2 separate regions of the Capra hircus genome follow, and region 2 is linked to region 1. A link is a contact called in public Hi-C data. All regions are on one chromosome and are shown on one strand. Each heading gives the region's core, a stretch centred on a gene start, on an enhancer-like site or on the middle of the called end of the contact. The rest is flanking DNA. Distances are from core to core; before and after follow the strand shown.

The links. A called contact is a pair of places that touch in the nucleus more often than the background predicts.
Region 2: a contact with region 1 is called in a Hi-C map of liver, with 11 times the contacts expected there. The contact joins the promoter of LOC102174020 here to the enhancer-like site in region 1. A contact is called at or near these places in 2 of 5 Hi-C or Micro-C datasets (blood and liver).

The regions. Positions count from the first base shown.
Region 1 is chr21:19,032,443-19,038,238 of ARS1.2, reverse strand. No RefSeq gene overlaps it. Among named protein-coding and RNA genes, the nearest start is that of ISG20, 150 kb to the right of the region's middle. Within about 2 kb of position 4,023, at least 1 of the 5 cell types and tissues checked has an H3K27ac peak or open chromatin away from gene starts, as enhancers often do.
Region 2 is chr21:19,117,462-19,123,145 of ARS1.2, reverse strand. It overlaps LOC102174020 (myeloid-associated differentiation marker-like), which reads left to right and starts at 2,928. Exons shown (of 2, transcript XM_018066599.1): 1 at 2,928-3,071; 2 at 4,196-5,684. The coding sequence starts at 4,343. The coding sequence ends at 5,329.

The DNA of each region.
Region 1 (5,796 bases), core at 2,774-5,273:
CATACATAAAATATATGCTTTTGAAAAAGAGAAACAAGCCATTAGCCACTGCAGTCGCTGATCTACAATCCACCCTGGAAGGAATTCAGGGTGAAAATCAGGATAAAGTACTTTGTGCTCTGGGACAAGTGTGAGAACCAGACCTCAGATAGTTAGATATTTTCAGGAGAATTTTTTTATAAGCCCAGTTTTTTGCATCTTCCCATATTCAGAAAAGCACTAAAACTATTACCCAAGGTATCTGGTCCTCATGAAGAGCAATAACCTACACCAAGCTGTGTGTCCCCAAATCACATACATCCTGCCCTCCTTTTTACTTCTCCAGGACAGGTCTCAGAGCTTCCTGACAGACTGTCTCCCCAGTTATACTCATCAGGTTGGCTCCAATAAAACTTCTACTTCATTCTTAAGTTGACTATTAACTAATTTTACATTGATAAACACATGGACACACACAAGTTTTTGTGCAGGAGTATCATACTCTTATATTTCCTGAATCAAAAGGAACACAGCCCTGGGACCTCACTTCCTAGGAGGATGGAAATGCCTCTATGGGTTAGTAAAAGAACTGCCCAGGGTGGGATCACCTGGGGGGGCTCACTGTCCAAGGCTGGTGGTTATCAGGGTGGCTGCTCCATCCCTCCTGTTGGGAATTCAGTGTCATTTGTCACAATTCCAAGGCTGATCCAGTCCCCTCACTGTGGAGCTCAAAAGAGAGTGTAAAGCTCCTTTGCTTAGTCCAACCCTCTCGTCATAGAGGAGGAGCAGCTGGACCCCAGGGAGGGCAGCACTTGTCCAGAGTCACCCTGTGTGTGGCAGAGTCAGAGTCAGGACCCAGGTGTCCTGTCCCCAGGCCGGCTGTCTGTCCATGGCCCCACGTTGCTTGTGACAAGTGTGGTGGCAGCATCCTCCAGGCTGGGATTCTGCCCCGTCCACCCTCGTTCTGCACAAACCTGCCCCATCCCCTGAGGAGGGCACTCACTGCTGCTGAGTCAGTTTCCTCATCTGCTAGATGGGGGAGGGGTGCCAGAGACCCTGGTCCTTCCCAACGCAGCCTTTCCCTGATCTTTCCTGTTGGGAGTACAAAGGGACAGATCCCAAATGGTAGGACAGGAAATGGAAACCCAGAGGGGGAAAGAGGTAGGTCGGGGTCCACAGCTGGGTCCACAGTCACATGTGGTCCTGCCTCCAGGCAAGTGGCCCCAGAGCCTTGGTCTGGTCTCCCTGGAGATGAGCCATGAGTTGCATGGAGAGCAGAGCCCAAGAGATCTGGTTTCTGGTTTCAGTTCTGCCACAGGATAACTCATGAGCATGGATGAATCTTGTCACTGATCTGAGCTCCGGTTTCCCATTTATAAAATAGGAAAATAAGGCTAAAATCATGGTTTTTAAGCTATGTCCTCTGGAGACCTTGGTTTCTAGTGAGATGGTGGGGTTGCAAGTAGGGTGTTGGCCCACCCCACATTTTCTCTAACCAGAGCAATCTGGCTTGAATCAAACTCCCACTCAAGATCTCATTTGAAAATAAGATTGGAAAGATTGGAAGTGATTCATATGCTCATCTTTAGGGTGGTGATTAATAAACTATGGTGTAGACAGAAGAAGGAATACTAAACAGCTGGGAAAAATGAGGATGCTCTCAAATAATGATAAGGAAATAGCTCCAGTATATACAAAGTAAAAACAGTGAAATATATAGTATGCTATTTTAAAATGTATAATAGGGAGAGAAATACAATAAAAAAAAATGTCTATAGATGATTGGTTTGCTTCAAGAAACACAGAAAGGACCCCCCTGAGTTCAGTGGGGCAGATGCCTGGTCTTAATCAGGAAGAGGAATTGAAGAGAGAGTAGATGGAGCCACAGGTAGAAGTGAGGTTTCTCAATCATGGCTTTTAAAAGAATATTTTTATTTTGAGCCATGTAAATATATTACCTTTTCAAGAAAATAAAATTTAAGTTTGAAAAATATACCAACTGGAGAAGCAGGGTCAGGGAGGGGTGGTTGGCAGATGGTTTCCATGTTCCCTGCAACTTTGACGGACAGGCTGGGGGAGGAGCTGAGAGATGCCCGCACAAACCTGCCCATCAGCCCAGACCACTGCCCCCAGTAACACTCTCTTTGCTAGTCTGGGACCACTCCAGATGGGGATGACAATAACTAAATCTCTGAAGATGAAATAGAAATAAGTCACCTAGTCAGATTGTTGTTGCTGAAGAAATAGCTGTTCCATTCCTCTTGGGTCTAAGGTACAATGCCAAATCCAGGGAGAGTTTAAAATCTTGAACCAAGTATCTAGCTTCAAATCCCAGCTCTGCCACTTCCTATCTGTGTGATTGGCCAGTTGACCTCTCTGTGCCTGTGAAAATGGGGACACTGAGTGCACAGTTCAGGGGTTGCTGGGAGGAGCAAATGAATCCACAGCAGAGCTCGACCTGCAGTGAGCACGGCACGTGTGACCTCTTGTAACTCTTGTGTCCACGCAGCCCCACTGCACCCCAAGGCCTCAGGGCCCCTTTCTCAGCTGACAGAACCTGTGAGCTGTAACCTGAGGTCTCTTGTGGAGCCAGCCTGGGAGGGTGAGGGTTTGCTCCAGCTGCTCTTTTCTGAATCTACTTCTGACCGGGGCTTGGGCAGTGACGACAGGAGCTCCGTTCAAACCCGTCTCCTCGCCCCCACTCCAACCAGCCTCTGTTTCCATAAATCCCTCCAGCGCTTTGTCTGGAAGAAGAGTGAGCTTCCTCAGGCAACAGAGTTCTCAGAAACCATCCATCTGGGCAGCTCATGGAGCGGGGCTCCCTCTGGGCCTCTTCCCCTCCCTGCATTGGCCCTGACAAGCCTTAGGACAAAGGACACCCTCTCAGCACTACAGCCAAGGGAAGGCAGTCCCCTGGTCCCAGCTGCAGCCTGCTTGCCCTTCAGGCTCCCAGCTGCCCACTGATGCCAGCAGCACGCCATCCCTCAGGCCACCTGGTGACCGCAGTGGTCCACGTCCCTGCTGAGCCGGGGCCAGCTGCCCATCAGCCCAGACCACCGCCCCTAGTAACACTCTCTTTGCTAGTCTGGGACCACTCCTTATGCTAATCCCTAAGAAGAAGGAGCTTGTGTTTCTTTCTGGTGCTTCAGGAGGAAGGAGGGATTCCAGCATATTCTGTTCCTGGACCCTGCAGAAGCTGGCATAGACCCAGATCCCTCCATCATCTCAATCTCTTCCCCCAACCACAGGACCCTGGCACCCCTGCTTTCTCCTCTTCCAGCTCCACAAACTTCTCTTAAGCTTTGTTCTTGGTGCCAAGAAGTTGCTCCTTATAGGCATATTCTGCATCATCAAGCAAATAGGGGGACAGAGTCCCTAGCCCATTTGTAAGAAGCTGTTATTTTTTTGTGGAAACAGGCCTAATATGTTCTGTGTATATTGTTATGACCTATTGTAAAATGGAATGCAAAACTCTACATTCAGCTTCAAGTAAACTATGAGGCTTCAAACATAAACACTACAATATAGACGCACCAGGAAGAGCATTTCCCTCTTTCACTATGAGTATATTCCCAGCACTGAACTGGGCTGACACAAGCGGGTATTTGTTGAATGAATATGACTTTATAATATAGCCTTATGAATATTACCTTACAGCCTCAGGATCCAGGTTGAATCTCCTGACCAGGTTACATTCTGTTCTTTCTGTCTTTAGTGCAAATGTTACAGGATCACCGGGTTTTGTGTTATTTAATCTCCTAACAACATCATGGTCGTGTATAATGGACATCTCTGTGAAGGAGAATCACTGAGAACGTGAACTCCCCCCTATATTGAGTCTTGCGGGGAGACTGGGCCTGAACTTCAATAAGAAACATAAAAGGGCAGGTAAATAATTAACCTGACACACCTGGGCTTGGACTCACACCTAAGGAGCAGGTGACAAAAAGATACAGGTCAGATCATCTCCTTCTGTGGGGCCTGCAGCAGCATCCTGCGTGTGCTTCCAAGGGCCACGGTGCCTGGACCAGCTGCCCTTGGCTGTGCCCTGGCTGCCTAGCTCCTGCCTTCCTGGTCTGAGCCTATTTCTGAGCCTGGTCCCACCCTAATAATTCTCTAAGCTAACCAGGAGCTCTCCAGTACAGTTGTTCTCTGCTTAAGTTGCCAGAGATGTTCTCTTCAGGTCTAATCAAGAGCAATCATGTCTAAAAGCAGGTGCTAATTATTTCTATTTTCTGGATGATGAAACTGAGGCTTAGAGTATCATTGACTGAGCACAGGACTGCTATGTGCTAGGTGGAGCTCTGGTCTCAGTTCAGGTTTGGGGGACATGTAGACATGTCAGTGGAAAGGCCTTGAGATGACCAAGATGAATTGGGGGAAGTTCTCAGGAGCTGGAGGGAGGGAGGCAAAGAGGCAGGAGAGGTAGAAAGAGGTGTGAGCTTGCAGGGCTTTGGAGGTGATATTTTGGGATGTGTGTTTCATCCTGAGGGAGCAGAGAGAAGCCTGAAGAGTGTTCTTAGTTAGGTTCACTCCAAAGCAGACATTGGGGTAAAGAATGGAAACAGAGTCATTAGCAGGAAGCTTGTGGCAGGAGAGCAAGTGAGGGGATGGATGGATCTGGACCAGGTGGTGACTCTAGAGACGAAGAAGAGAGCATGGATTCACAAGTATTTTGCGAAGAGCGTCTGTGAAGGTGCAGCCATTGACTGAATGAGAAAGATGAGAAAGGATCAGTGTGTTCTGAGGGTGGGAGGTTCAAGAGGTGGGACTGGACATGTTGAGTGTGAGGTACTGCTAGCGACGGAATGAAACACCAACACTGCAGAGTGGTTTGAATCTTTTCACTTTAACTCCTTGCTTGTTACAGCTGCTTTATTTTATATCTTTTGCACAACAATCTACAGGGCAAGTTGCCAAACACCATAATTCAGCGACTATACAGTGCGCAGGCGCAGGGCGAGATAACCTTTACCTTAACTTATTTACTGCAGCCAAGACTTTGTTTTGGGGGACTTCCTTATCAACTTAGAATCCGTTTTGTCCCTGGGTCTGTTCCTTTTGAGGAATCAGAGAAACATCCTTGTGTGCAAGAGATGTTCTTTTCCCACAGGAACAAACAGGATTCTTAGCTGAACATCTCCTTTGCAAGAATGTTCAGCCCTGGTTGAGAGTCTCGTTTGCAAGCACTTCTCAACCTTCCTTATACCTTGTTCCCTACAAGGTACCGTACATGATTCAGAGAGAGCACTCAGGAGGTAGCTGGATAAGACTCTAGCACTCAGCAGAGATCAGCTCTGGAGGCAGGAATTGGGGAGTTGTCATCATTCAGCCTGTTTACTTCATTCAGCATCTGCTTAAATGTCACATCCATGGAGCAGTCTTATCCACTCCCCACATTCCAATAACTGCCTCTTCACCTGTTTTCCCCTTGTCATTATATTTCTTACCAGATAACATGTTATTATGTATTGGTTTGCATATTATCCATCTAGATAAGTAGGATTTATGAGGGAAGAATCTATTGATTCCGTTCTCTGCTCTCTGTCCAGTGCCTAGAACACTTAAAGCCATCTGACTGGATAAGGACTAGAAAGTGCACGGAAAATAGGTGATCGAGGCTGGAGTCCTGAGGACCTGAGCCCCTCAGACAATGGGAGAGGAGGAGGAGGAGGGAGAAAAGGAGGGATGGGAGGCTGAGGAGCAGGGGGAACATCACTCCAGAGAATGGTTCCTGGTGAATTGCGAGGAGAGATCCATTTCTTAATAAACTTCCTCCCTCTAGAAGCACACAAGCCGGGCCTCAGGTGCAGGTGG
Region 2 (5,684 bases), core at 1,679-4,178, 86 kb before region 1:
TGTGAGGAAGAAAGGAGGTCTGAAGTAGTCTCTCCTTTTAAGATGCAACAGATCACTCGATTTGGCCAGAGTGTGTTCCCTGGGAGCTGGGTGGGCTGGGGGCACCCAACGGGTGCATTTCCACTGAGAAGATTCCCTGCAAGAGGTTTCAGTGCAGGAGAAGAGTCAGTGGCTGACTCTTCATACAATCTTTTTCTCACCTCAGACCTACTAAACTGGAAAAAACCAAATCCTCCAAGTTGATCCACAAAAAAAGGTGGAAATGTTCATTAGTATTTTTTTCAAACCACCGTCCAACATGGGCTGCTGCACAGACATGAGTGATGATTGTGTTCACAGTGGAGGAGCGGCACCTCGTCCCAGACAAAGCCCAACACTCCTCTCTCGGTATTTGGCTTCTTGAGGGATGACCAGACAAGCCAGAGTTCAGTAACATGGGACAAGCTAAAGGGCCTCCAGAAGCTAAAGAGGCAAAGTGGGACCCTCCCCTGGGGCATCAGAGAAAGTACTTCCCTGCTGACATCTTGTTTCAAAACGGTGATCTACAGAACTGTGTGAGAACACATTTCTGCTGTTTTAAGCCACCAGGCTTGTGAGAATTTGTTGCAGATCTAGGAAACCAGATTTAATTTCCAGATATGAAAAATATATTCTTTGTCATATTTTTTTAAAAAATTCTCAGAAAAACTTGCTGACCTCCTGCCCTAGAGCATGGCGGTCACATGGACCCCAGGATCCATTGTCGCGTCCTCTGTCCCCCAGTGTCTGAGACTCACAGGGGATGGTCCACTGATGCCTAAGGAGCCAGGAGGGAAGGAAATAAGGGGATGGAGAGCACTAGGATCCCTGGAGAGGACCAGCTGCACCTGTCTGGGGTGATGGAAAAGCAAGATGCTCTGGGAAGACGTGGTCTCATGTTTACAAAACAGGAAAAGGGGTACAGATACTCCCTACAAACATGTATGCTTGTATGTACAAACATGTATGCATGTGTGTACACACATGTCTACACGTGATTCTACAGCATTTGAAATGCATCGAAGGCTGAGGTTGAGGACATGGATGCTCCCTGCATGGAGGGGTGGACTCTCCTGTGAGTAGGCAGGACGTCTGGCCATGCTGCAGACGGGAAACCAGTCACAGGAGAGATGATCATAGTCCTGCTTTATGTCAATTATCCATGAGAATGAGAGAAATATAGAGAATACTAAACAGAGATGAGGATGGAAAACAAGAGGCTAGCAGCTGCTTATCTCCAGCAACCCCACTGCCAAGGGAACCAAACCAGGTGACAATGTATCTCCTGAGGCTTGAAAAGGAGCTGTAATCCGAATTTTCATGTGAAATTAAACCCATGTGCAGCCACTAAACACTCAGGGAAGAAACAGTAATGCTAGTGATTCTACATCATTTTTTCATGATGACACTGTGATGGAAAACTGAGCACATCGAGAGTCCCCCTGCAGGGCACACTGGCCTGCAGCCCCTGATCTGCAGCAGATCAAGCTGCACGTGCTGATGTCCAGGTGGGGCGGGGCCTTCTGGGTCCTCTGTGAGGGGGGCGGGGAGGTAGCTGGCACGGATTGAGGGTTCCATGTGACAGGCCCTCTGATGAACCCATCATGTGCTTTTATTCATTTAATTGACCCAGAGTAGGTATAGAGACATTGAACAGAAGGGGAAGCTGAGGTTCTACTGAGTAGCTTGCCATGATCATCCAGCTATGAAGGCTCTACTCCTTGTCACTCTGAGTGTCCATCTCATCTCACCCTTCTTGCCCTTCTGGCACCTCCTCCTTCCTTCCTCTGTCCCGGCCACAACCTTCCCGGCTCACCGTCTTCCAGTCCACATGCCTGGCTGCTGGGCAGGCAGGGCTCAGCCACATCCAGGCTGTGCTGTGATGGGGGCACCATGTCCAGACTCACAGAGAGGAGGAGGGGCTTCTGGGAGACTCAGACAAACTTCCACTTCCTGCTTTCCAGGTGGGGGAACTGAGGCCCAGAGAGGGCACAGGCCTGACCCAGGGTCACGTTGTTGGAACCCCCAGGCCTCCTCTTCTCCATATGCTCTCTCTGATGCATTCAATGGATTCAAAGCATTCAAGTTGTCTCTTAGTCTTCAGTGGAATTTCAGGGTGAGTTCAAGTCATTAAACTGGGATCAACCAGGGTACAGGGAGCATGACACTCCCTTCCTCCCTCATAGCAGTGCCCCTCCCCACCCTGGCAGTGCCCACTGGGAGGCCCGCAGGCTCTAGGGCTCCACTGCCAGTTGGGGCTCAAGGAGATTTGTGAGCCCAGGGAGGTTCTCAGGTTGGCTCTGTGTTTCTCTTTCAGCCTCAGCCTGTCCCAGGATTTATTACAGCAAAGGTGACAAGGGCCCTGATGGCAGGAGGCCGGCTGGGGCTCAGGGTGCTGGCCCTTCCGCCCTGGGGCCCTCTCAGCAAATAGTTCCTTGGAAACAGGGCAGCTGTCCTTGAGGAGGGGGCGGGCTGGGAGGGGCCTCACTCCCCCCACACTGGACCCTGGAGGAGCCCCTGTGTGAGCAGGACTGCAGCCATGGCTGGCGGGACTGCCCTGGGCAGGTGACCTGGGCAATTTTGTGGTCTTGAGGGTCCCTGCCACTCTGGCCACGTGTCCCTGTCACAGCCCTGAAGGCCCTTCAGGCCCCTGTTCTCCTGTCTCAGTTCCAGTCCAGGCCCCTCCTCCATGGGAAGGTTGGCTCCATGCCTGCATCCCTTCTGGGTCAGAAGACTATTGGGCTGCCTCAGGGCCACTGGGACCCTGGAATCCCCGCCTCCCCTGCCCCACTGTTATCTCCTCTCTGCCAGCCCCACCCAGTCCCGGGAGCATTCTCAGGACTGTCTCCTCCCAGGCGTCCTGCAGGGGCCTCCTCTTTCAGCTCCTGCCCTTAAACGGGAGCCAATCATCCATTCATCCTCACCCCCTCCCCGGGATACCCTGAAAGGCCCCCATCAGCATCAGACACAGCATCCTTGATCATTTCCAGTCCCTTGGTTCCCAGGTTGGAAGCCTCTAACCAGTCTCCCAGGCCAGGAAAATCCTCACTCAGGTAAGACTACTTTCTAGATTTTTCTGGCCTCTTACCTGGATGGCAGCTTTGAAGCTAAAAAAATCAAACATGATATCAGCTTATTCTGTGGTTCCTCATGATACCATCCCAGAGTCATGCTGGGTGAGGGTCTCCTTTCCCCAGTGGGGAAGAGTCACATGTTAAGGCAAAATGGGGGCGGGGGGGAATTCAGAACACTTCCTACTTCCCACGTCATCTGGTCCTCACGCTCTTGCTCTCACCCCATGGCTCCTCCCCGTTCACCCCTGGAGCCTCTCTCCTCCGGCAGGGGGGGGGCTGTGTCCCTCAGACGGCAGCTCCTGCTGGTGATGCTGCAGGGAGGCCAGGCCGGGACACGTGTGTCTTCAGATGCTGTGGAAGGAGGCCGAGGGCCGTGAGGGTGGATCCTGGGTCCCAGAGCCCCAAGCCTTGGTCCTGGCCCCCAACCCATGGACCCTGCTGACATGTGGGCTGTAGAGCAAAGTGCTCAAACCCACAGCTTTAGCTGTGTTTTCTGAGTTCCCTCTTCCTAGTCATGCATGGATCAAATGAAAGCATTTGATTCCTTGAGCCTTAGTTTTCTCATCCATTAAATGGGGTTAACAGTATAATCCACAGTCTCTTTTCTGAAACCCTTGGGTCAGATATGCTCCAGAATTCAGAATTTTTCAGTTTCAGACAAGTGACATGGTGCGTCTATTGTATATGACATAACATCCCACTGGGGTCTGGAAGCTCCTTGTAATCAAACACATTAGTGTTTCTACAGCTGCACTTTTGAGCACTCATAATACATAAAATAAATGAAGATCATAAATGATCCCAGATCTGTTCAGGTCAAATTTGCTACCAAATGAATTTTAAAAAATTCTTGTTCAGTTTTCAGAGGCTTGAAGGTTTGGGGTTGCAGATAAGGATCATCCTACCTTGTGTCTCTATAAATAATGGCACGCAACACAAAGAGATATAAAAAATGTTCATGGTTGAGGCCTGACCCAACCCAGCTGTGAGGTTTGGGATGAGACAAGTCTCCTGACAAGGCCAAGGGTGATGGGTGGGGAGAACCGTTCTGGGATGACTGTGCTGTTACCCGAGTGTCTGAGCCATTGGTTCCAACTCCACAGGTCCTGAGCCTCAGCCCTCACAGGGCCCTGAGCCTTTTCCAGGCATCTGACTTAATCTGCCTCCGAAACTGGATCTTTCTCTGGCGGGTCCTCAGTGAAGACCACTGCTGTACTGGTGACTGTGACCTTCCTGAGCATCAGAACACCATGTCCTCCCGGTGGATATACCCAGGCAGGGTCACCATCCTCCGTGTGTTCTGGCTCCTCCGCCTGCCGCAGCTCTTCTGCACCTGCGTGGCCTTCTCGCTTGTGGCCGACATGGGCATTTGGAGAGGGGCCGTAGGTAACTGGTCCATGTCCTTCTGGTGCGTCTGTTTCACTATGACCCTCATCATCTCCACAGTCGAGTTATACAGGCGCCGGTCCTACTTTCCTTTTTTCTGGCACAACATCTCCGTCACCTTCGCCTGCTACGCTGCCCTCATCTGCCTCTCGGCCTCCATCATCTACTCCATCACCCACGTCCAGTTCCTGCCTGATGGTCCTTACCGGGACCGGGCCATCGCCGCCATGGCTTTCTCCTGCATCGCGTCTGTGCTGTATGTCATAGAAGTGACCGGGATGAGGGCCTGGTATAATCTCAAGGAGATCTTCTTCTATGAGCACACCATGCGAGCCCTGCTGAAGGTGCTGGAGACCTTCGTGGCTGGTGTCATCTTTGCCTTGCTCTGCAACTTCTCCCTGTACCTGCAAGAGCCGGCCCTGGAGTGGTGTGTGGCCGTGTACTCCATCTGCTTCTTCCTGGCAGCTGTGGTCCTCCTGCTGGGCCTGGCTGAATGGGAATACACGCCGCCCAGGCCCTTCTCCATTTTCCAGCTTGTGCTCAGCCTGCTCTCCGTCCTCCTCTACATCAGCGCTCTGGTCCTCTGGCCGCTCTATCAGTTCAGCGAGGAGTTTGGCGGACTGCCCCAGCGGTTCATGGACGAGAGCTGCGTTGATGGGCTCTCCTACGACATGTGCGCCTGGGACCAGTGCCTGGCTGTGGCCGTCCTGACAGCCATCAACCTGCTGGTTTACGTGGCCGACCTGGGGTACTGGGCCGGCCAGGTTTCCGGAGGGACTGAGAATGTCTCCAGGGCTCCTGATTCTGGCCAGTCCCATCCGGTGACTTCACTGAGTGAAGACATCCTGTGACGTCCTCTTCCTGGCTCCCCTCTCTCCCTCTTCACATCCTTCCCCATTCATCCCACTCTCTTTATGTTTCCTTCCCTCCTCCTGCTGTGGCTCCTTCTTGTTTTGTTGCCCACACCCTGTTTTGCCTCTTTCTCTTGCTTCTCTCATCTTTATTATATTTTTTGTTTTTCGTCCCTCTTCCATTCATGCTTGGCTTTCTCATCTCCTGTGTCCTGACCACCTCCCCGCATCTTCCTTCTTCTGATTCATCAGGACCTGAGACTCCTTCGTTCTCTGCCCACCACCCCCTCTCACCTCCTAAGGTGCTGACTTCACAGCGCACAGCCCTCTGTGCAGCTGTTCACACCCTGAGCCT